3 separate regions of the Sus scrofa genome follow, and all the other regions are linked to region 3. Evidence: chromatin contacts called from public Hi-C and promoter capture Hi-C data. All regions are on one chromosome and are shown on one strand. The core of a region is the stretch at or near the end of the contact, and the rest is flanking DNA. Distances in the headings are between cores, read along the strand shown. Region 1 holds the start of GSTCD (glutathione S-transferase C-terminal domain-containing protein). Region 2 overlaps GSTCD (glutathione S-transferase C-terminal domain-containing protein). Region 3 has its middle 17 kb from the start of ARHGEF38.

Region 1 (2,716 bases), core at 9-2,508, 180 kb after region 3:
CAAAAAAGAAACTCAAAGCTATTACCACCCTCCAGACTCCTCCCACCCCCAATCCCACCTCAAGCCCTCAAATATCAAAAAAGCAAAAACAATACAAAGCAGAAAACACCTTTTTCATGACATGGGATTTGTACAATGTTCCTATCTGCATTACTCTCTACCCAATCCTCCATGTGATTTAAATTCATTAACCCCACTAGACTGTAAACTCCATGCAAGAAGGGAATTCTTTTATTCAGAACTGTTACATACCTAGTGCTTGGAATTTAACATATTCTCAAAAATATTTGTTGAGTGAATGCACTAGGGTTTTTTTAAATGTCACTTTCTAGGGCTTCTGTGATTTCTCCAACCTAAATTGGGTATTCATATATAAATATATGCTTTCCTCTAGATCCCATTATCTATCTTACAAGCTAACATTAAAAGAAGTCCAAAGTTGGAGTTTCACGTGCACGAGATGAAGGAAGCTGAACCTATTCAGGCAGAGTGCAATATTGGGGTTGCCACCTCAATAACGGCTCTAGAAAGCTTTGCCCTTTGCAAACTCATGCAACTCATCCTAATAAATACCCTTTTAAAGATACTGCCCTTTTTATTCCTCCTGGATCTTGGCCCTGGATTACACTGATGACCTTAGGCACACATCCGGAAACGACAACAGGCGGAAAGAACCTAATTCCAAACCAACCAACCGACAGAAAATCTGAAAAACGACACTCAGAAAAGGAATATCAATCTTCTGATCAAAGGCAAGACCCACCGAAGGCCTAACATCGGGAAGGGTCTTGACAAGTGAGCCCAATGAAGATGAGAGGAGGCAGAGGGAGCTGCACAGAGAAGTCGCCAAAACCTTCCGAGGAAGGTCCGAGACAGGGTTCCAAGGTCCCAATCCCTGGGGCTGTAACCTCGGTCCGCTGACCCCAGCCTGCAAAACCTTCGGGGGAAGCACGACCCCAACTGTAAGGGGAGAATGGTCAGACTGGGCATTCGACCGCCTGCAAATTATGAGTTTCCTCACAAGAGGCGAGGAAACTAAGACCGCACAGTACTACCGTCCCACTTCACCCCTCGCGGAGGTCTCAAGCCTCCCAGAGGCGGCTGGGAACCGAGGGGCTCGTCGCAACTCACCGCTCCGCCCCGCTGCTCCGTCCGTTCCCGGTGGCCTGACGAACAGGTCCCAGCACTAGCCCGCCGGGAGAGCGGAAAAACAAAAGTTCCCGCAGCAGGGTCGACTGGGGAACGTTTTCACTGTGCGACGGGAGGAAGTGACGTAACCACCTTCTTCCGGTGCGCCGGATTATGAATGACGGCAGGTGCTGCTGTTTCCCCGGCGCTGCTTCTGTTGTTTTTTTCCCTGCCGCGTGGAGCTGCGAGCGGTCTGCAGGCGAAGACTTCCTAAAGCGACCTCGGGAAACCCGGCTCGGGCGGGGCGGGAATGCGCTGGCGGCCAGTGTTGACACGTTCACGCACCCTCCCTGCCTGGCCGCGCCTCTGCGACCAGGTAAGGAGGGCGCTCGCGCCGCCGGCTCCTCAGTCCTCAAGACCCTGCAAAGACTCCTCTTTCATCCAGGGACCGGCAGGGTTGACGATGCGAAGAAGGGCGGGAAGAGTGGAGGGGTCCGGGCCCCTTCGCAATTTTTCCAGGGCCAGTCCCCATGGCTTCATTTACTGAAGGGGAAAGGAGCAGCTTCCAGTTGCAGCAGTCTGTTCGGTCGTTCGCCATTTGCTGCTAAGTGTAGTTAAGACCTCTTGGGTCACTCTTTTAACTTTTATCTTTTTTTCTACTGAGTTTTCTATTCCAGCCCTTCCTCATTGGAGAAAGCAGTAGTATGTGAATACTACCTAACAGTTGCTCCAAAGAACCCCCTACATTTTGGGCGATTTGTTTCTGCACTACCATCAAAGTAGCGTTTCACTTTGGTTTAAACTCCTATAGAAAGTTTGGGTTTAACTTGCATGAAAATTGCTTTTACTTCAGAAACGTTTACTAATACACGTACTTCCCACACCAATTCTACTTGGTTTGGGATTAGGTGACTGTTTGTTTGTTTCGGCTTTTTAGGGACACACCCTTGGCATATGGTAATTCCCAGACTAGGGGTCCAATGGAAGCTACAGCTGCCGACCTACACCACAGCCCTAGCAATGGGATCCTTAACCCACTGAGGCCAGGGATCAGACTAGTGTCCTCATGCACACTAGTCGGATTCGTTACTGCTGAGCCACATCGGGAACTCCTTTTCCCCTTATTCCCCCCCTTTTTTTTTTTTTTTTTTTTTTTTTTTTGCTTTTTAGGGCCACAGTCTAGGCATATGGAAGTTCCTAGGCTAGGGGTGGAATCTGAGCTATAGCCACCAGCCTAATCCACAACAACTCAGGATCCGAGCAAAGTCTGTGACCTACACCACCACTCAGGGCAAGGTGGGATCTGCGACCCACTGATTGAATCCATATCCTATGGATACTAGTCAGATTCATTTACACTGCGCGGCAATGGGAACTCCGCCGATACTCTTAAGGTCATGATCTCTTAATGCCGGGAGCCCATTCCTTGTCATAAGTTCTTGCCAACATTTAATAATAGATCTTGTGCTAAATTATTTAAGAAAGGTAGAGTATGTTTACATTTTTCTAAGCTTATCTAGGAACAGTGTTTAAAGGAGAAAAATGCAAAAGCTGGCAAGACTAGTGGTGTGACAATATAAACATTAAC
Region 2 (2,833 bases), core at 170-2,669, 200 kb after region 3:
AGGGGCATAAAGGAAAGGTGAGGAAAAGAGAATATTTCTTATTTAATTAATTTGTCATGGCTTAAAGCTCAATTCCCTCAGCACATAATCTATTTCAAAGCAATTAAGTATTTTGATGAGAATTAGAAACTTTCTGGCTCCCAGGGTACCCTTTAGACATTATTTTTCAAACTTTTTTACTTTTACAGTAAATAATTCATTTTACAGTGATTCAGCATACAAATAAATTCATATCACATGTATAAACTATATACTTATAAACACAAAATAACTCACATTATTGCATGCTATATATTCTGATATTTTCTATTTTATTTCATTAAAAAAAAAAACCCTACTGTATTGATTTTAAAACCTCCTGATGGGTAATAAACAGCAGCTTGAAAAATACTAATTCAGGGGATTATTCTTTGAGGGCAATAAATGGTTCCTTGATCATTTGTTCAGAGTATTTTTTTGCAAGGCAATGTTTTAAATGCTTGTATATACAAAAAGAGTTAGATGGAACTCATGTTCTTATAATCGATTCTCATTTAATGTCAAAGTCCAAATAAGGTAAACTATATATACATGTGAATTTTTCATTAATTTTTGGCCTTTCTGGCTCCTGTTTTGACACTGATTATTGCTAGATATATTTGTAGAGATTTTCTTTGTCTTGACCTTTTTACTTTATTTGTTTATAATCATAAGTCATCATTTGTAACATAACTGTTTCTATAGAAACAATATTCAGTGTCTCACAAAGATGCAAGAACATTCCAATTTTTAAAGAAATTGAAGTTTGGTGGTGATGCTAGGGAGAAAGCATCTGACAAAAAAAAAAAACCCAGATAAATATTTACTTCAGGGGTAATAGTTTTAAATGTTTCTAATTTGAATAAATAAAAGCCTTACTTTAAATGCTGCATCATAGTAAAAACAAACTACTGATAAATGCAAGTAGATGGATCAGTATCAAAATCATATTGCTAAGTGAGAAAAGCCACATTTTGTGATTCCATTTATGTAAAATTCTAGAAAAGGTAAAATTATACACATAAAAACCAGATCAGTGATTTCCTGCAGCTGACTGGGAGCAGAGATTAATGGCAAATGGTCACAGGGAACTTTTTGGTGTGACATTGGGTGTCCCAGTACTGGATTACGGTGGTAGTTGCACAACTGTATAAATTTACTAAAACTTGTTCTTTGAACTGTATACAGAAAATGTGTGAATTTTGTGGTTTCGAAAGTTAACTCAAAAAAAAAAAAAAAGTTACCTCAACCAGCTCTCATAAACAAAAAAATATGTAATAATGTGTTCTTTTTCTGCCTAGGTAATTATCTGCAAGAAACTTCCTGAAAAGCTGGTAGAATTTCCACTGCTGGCTGCCTGGTACCGGAGGATTCAGGAAGTGCCAAGAGTTAAAACAGCAGCTTCTCAGTGTGGGATCCAATTTCTCCATTTGCCAGAGTTGCAGACCTCCTCAAATGAATGGCATCCGAACTTAGATGAGGTCCCATGTGTAGAGGAGCAAAATGATTCTTCATTTATAGGAGGACCGAGACCCACTATGACCAAGTTAATGGTACTTAAATTGTTTTCATTAAAATTTTGTTTGAAAGCTTCCATGTAGTAATGTTGCAGCGCATTCTATCCCAATTTGTAATCGTCTATTCACATTTTTGTTATAGATTTTATTTATATCACTCTTGACCAATTAATATATCTATTAGTCTTTGGCATTTAAGTAAAATATAGTAAATTAAAGATCTTAAACATTATGTCTTTGGAGGCAAATAAGTCAGAATATATATTTTTTAAAAGTATTTTTTTCTCAGAGTTCTCTGATGGCTCAGTGGGTTAAGGATCTGGCACTGTCACTGCTGTGGCTCAAGTTGCTGCTGTGGCATGGGTTCGATCTCTGACCCAGGAACTTTCACATGCTTCAGGCACAGCTCTCCCTGCCCCCAAAAGATATTTTTCTCAAAACTTTTTTCCTTAGATTCAAGACACCAAAGTCATATCATAGCTGGTCAACTTTATTGTTTTAACCTGATGTTTTTCTGTTGCAAGGATTTGGTCTGTTTTTAAATTTTGAGGTGGTAATTTGAATTAAACAATATGAAGATGATTATCTCAATTTACTAAGTTTTTGTCTAAATTTAAGTTTTTTTTAATTCTTTGAATTGTTTTTATTTTTTGAGCTTGATGACTTTTTATATAAGAACATATCCGATTTATTTTTCTCTCTTTTCAACATAATTTATTTCTAATAGTACTAATTGTAAAAGTTTTGCCAATAGTCTTGCCTTTCTCTCTCATTCAAAACAATCTGCCCCTCATCACTAATGCTAAGCTTTGTTAGCCTAGTGATGAACCAGTGAAGCAGGATGGTATAGTTGATTGTAGAAGATATCAAGGTAGGTCCAAAATGTGCTGTATCTGATCAGATGGTTATACGGTTTAGCGATCTCTCATTTACCTCTTGAGTGTTTTCATTTTTGTTTTTAATAATTGTCAGGAGAGTAATCTTTGTATTAAAACACTAATTTTTAAAATTTCAACAAATCATTTATCTGTGCTTTTAATTCATACTTATGCAGAGTCTTAGAAAAAAGATTGGTAATTCAGATTTTTCTGCTTCTGCTTTTCCAACAATAAAATGACTTTAGGAAAGATATTTGCATTTGATACATTTAACAATATCTATAAACACACACACAGAGAGAACTGAAATTTAAATTCAGAAAAAAGTTACACTGTTCTAAAAGTAAACCCTTTTGTAATAATATAAAAAAATATGAAGGGAGTTCCCGTTGTGGCGCAGTAGTTAACGAATCCGACTAG
Region 3 (2,807 bases), core at 270-2,769:
TCACAATAAATTTTAGTGGCAGGGGTTGGGAGTAAATATATTCCCTACTAGTCAAATGGACTTAAAGGATTTCAACTCTAATCTTTGGTTTCTAAAGTCAAGGTAAAAGCTAAATACAAGGAATGCCTAATTGTCTCATAAAGGAGAATCATGCCGTTGCATTTTAATCTATTGGAAAAAAAATGAAACTGTTAAACAGATTCAAATACTTCTGCTTGCAACCAAAATTCCGAATATTTTTCTCCCTTCATCTTTGAGTAAACAACTTTTAAAAACATGGCACATGTTTTACATTAAACATGTTCACCTTTGGCTGAACTTTAACACGTAACTTTAAAAGTTCTCTGTGATGCATAATTGAGATTGAATTGTTCTTGGTTTAAGGAGAATTTTTTTTTTTTTGGTACCATACTATTTTGTACCATTGTTTCCCAGCCAGATACAGATTAGTATTTCATCAATCAAGGTGACCTTTGCTCTGTCAATAATGTTGCTTAGAAATAGGCAATTTAACATTTGTTTTCCTTAGTGCAGCTTCTGATTTTCAAAGTGAAGTTCTTTGTGATGATTGTTGTACACCTATAAATGTAATAAAATTCATTAAATAATTAAAAAAAATAAAGTTCTAGCTTTTTGAAAGTTATTCTCTTCTTTCACAGATAAGAAATACGTGATCAGTGAAGATGTGGCTATCTGTTGAAAACCATAGTAACAACTATATTTCTTTGTCATTGACTAGGTGCCAGTGTCACACAGGTGGTGAGGGAAGTATAATTATCAAAAGTTGGAGTTCCTGTCGTGGGGCAGTGGTTAACGAATCCGACTAGGAACCATGAGGTTGCGGGTTCGATCCCTGGCCTTGCTCAGTGGGTTAAGGATCCGGCGTTGCTGTGAGCTGTGGTGTAGGTCGCAGACGCGGCTCGGATCCCCCGTTGCTGTGGCTCTGGCATAGACTGGTGGCTGCAGCTCCGATTAGACCCCTATCCTGGGAACCTCCATATGCCGCAGGAGCGGCCCAAGAAATGGCAAAAAGACAAAAAAAAAAAAAAAAAAAAAAAAAAAGTTGATTAGGCCAAAGTAATTAGAATACAATTTCTTTTAAAAGATGAGTATTCTTTCAATAACATTGTGTGCATGTGGCATAATGATTAGAAACTTATACCTGAGTTTGAATTCTGACTCCATCACTGGCTGTTTATAATGTTGGGAAGTTACTTAAACTCCCTAACCTTAGTATCCCTTTTTGTTAAAGAAGTCCTTGTACTTATCTCAAGAGGTTCTTGTGAGAAGTAAGTCCCAGGATCCATGAGAAGTAGAGGGAGCACGTTGCACATAGAGAGTGCTCAATAAATGTTAGCGGTAATACACTCCACGGCATCTTTGCATTTAATACAGAAAGACACATAAAGCCCTCTGTTTATGTTTTGATTCTCTTTTGCTCAAAATTACATGCTTACAGGATATTTTTTTCTCATTCTTTGGTATGCTGTGTAATAAATAGAAAAGGTAAAATATTAACTTTCTTTGGCAAACGTTAAAAGCTCTTGTGATTTTTTTTTCAAGCGGGTTTCTTTCTTTCTCTTTCTTTTCTTTCTTTCTTTCTTTCTTTCTTTCTTTCTTTCTTTCTTTCTTTCTTTCTTCCTTCCTTCCTTCCTTCCTTCCTTCCTTCCTTCCTTTCCTTCCTTCCTTCCTTCCTTCCTTCCTTCCTTCCTTCCTTCCTTCCTCCCTCCTTTCTTTCTTTCTTTTTTTATCTTTTTATGGCTGCACCCACAGCATATGAAAGTTCCCAGGCTAGGGGTCGAATCCGAGATGCAGCTGCTGTCCTATACCACAGCCACAGCAATGCCAGATTGTAGCCATATCTGTGATCTATGCTGCAGCTCAAGGAAATGCCAGATCCTTAATCCACTGAGCAAGACCAGGGCTCGAACCCACATCCTCATGGTTACTAGTCAGGTTCGTTGGCACTGAGCCACAACGTGAGCTCCCAAGCAGGTGTTCTGAAATCTGGGCTAAACAGATTTAATAGTGTCAAACCATCTTGAATTGCACTTTCTCAGTGTGGGACAGTTCTGAACGTGATCCACAGGTTTCTGAGAGTGTGCTCCTAGGATTCTGCAGTAATTGAACCTGTTCTACCAATTAAAAAAATAGCAAAGTTGAGCCTGTCTTAGAGATCCATTCTACTCTTCTGACTGTTTTAAATATTGGGTGCACCAGAATTTTTACTTGGGGGAAAAAAACTTGCCCTGACCTCCACCCCACATCATAAATAAATAAATTCTATACTCCATTCTAAGAAACTGCAGTTTTGGTGCCAATTTGAAGCCATTATATTCTAGAGGGTCCTGAAGCCACAGTGAAGACATCTGCCTCTCTCTTTTAGCTGGGATGCTGAGACTGACAAAAAGGAGGAGAGATTTGGAAGCTGTTCTTTACTGAAAGAAGTTCTTTTAAAAATTGCCGTGCTTTGATATAATAAGCTAACCGAGATACCAAATTTCAGGAATAAAAAGCTTTGATTTCTATTCTCTCTATCTTGAGCTTTCATAATTATCTTAATACCATCCTTGTTTTTGTCCAGGGCACACATCAAAAGCCTTTTTGGAAAATAATTATTTTCTCTTTGAGTTTATATGTAAGTCTATTTTTTGTCCTTTTGGTGGACAGATATGTGGAGTACGTGTCTTCAAGTCATAAGATGAAGAGAGAGAGAAGCTACCAGTCTGACAACTGTTTTTTTTCTCTATTCTGTTTATAGTTAAAACAGTGCTTTCTTCTACATTATTAAAGGGAAGAAATGAGAC

What was found. Promoter capture Hi-C pulls out the DNA fragments that hold promoters and counts their contacts. A called contact is a pair of places that touch in the nucleus more often than the background predicts.
Region 1: a promoter capture Hi-C map of liver shows a contact between it and region 3, with 3 times the contacts expected there. The contact joins the promoter of GSTCD here to the enhancer-like site in region 3. A contact is called at or near these places in 1 of 5 promoter capture datasets (liver), 17 of 47 Hi-C or Micro-C datasets (alveolar macrophages, blood, embryonic fibroblasts and 10 more) and 1 of 2 datasets of contacts at active chromatin or transcription factors (alveolar macrophages).
Region 2: a Hi-C map of liver shows a contact between it and region 3, with 2.8 times the contacts expected there. The contact joins two enhancer-like sites. A contact is called at or near these places in 18 of 47 Hi-C or Micro-C datasets (alveolar macrophages, blood, embryonic fibroblasts and 10 more) and 1 of 2 datasets of contacts at active chromatin or transcription factors (alveolar macrophages).

The regions. Positions count from the first base shown.
Region 1 is chr8:116,030,418-116,033,133 of Sscrofa11.1, reverse strand. It overlaps GSTCD (glutathione S-transferase C-terminal domain-containing protein), which reads left to right and starts at 1,258. Exons shown (of 12, transcript XM_021101711.1): 1 at 1,258-1,504. The coding sequence starts at 1,303. It overlaps INTS12 (integrator complex subunit 12), which reads right to left and starts at 1,270. Exons shown (of 7, transcript XM_021101712.1): 1 at 1,132-1,270.
Region 2 is chr8:116,013,372-116,016,204 of Sscrofa11.1, reverse strand. GSTCD (glutathione S-transferase C-terminal domain-containing protein) reads left to right here. Exons shown (of 12, transcript XM_021101711.1): 4 at 1,320-1,571. Among named protein-coding and RNA genes, the nearest start is that of INTS12, 17 kb to the left of the region's middle. Within about 2 kb of position 1,419, at least 1 of the 83 cell types and tissues checked has an H3K27ac peak or open chromatin away from gene starts, as enhancers often do. A contact at or near this core is called in liver, where this site is marked.
Region 3 is chr8:116,214,768-116,217,574 of Sscrofa11.1, reverse strand. No RefSeq gene overlaps it. Among named protein-coding and RNA genes, the nearest start is that of ARHGEF38, 17 kb to the right of the region's middle. Within about 2 kb of position 1,519, at least 2 of the 83 cell types and tissues checked have an H3K27ac peak or open chromatin away from gene starts, as enhancers often do. A contact at or near this core is called in liver, where this site is marked.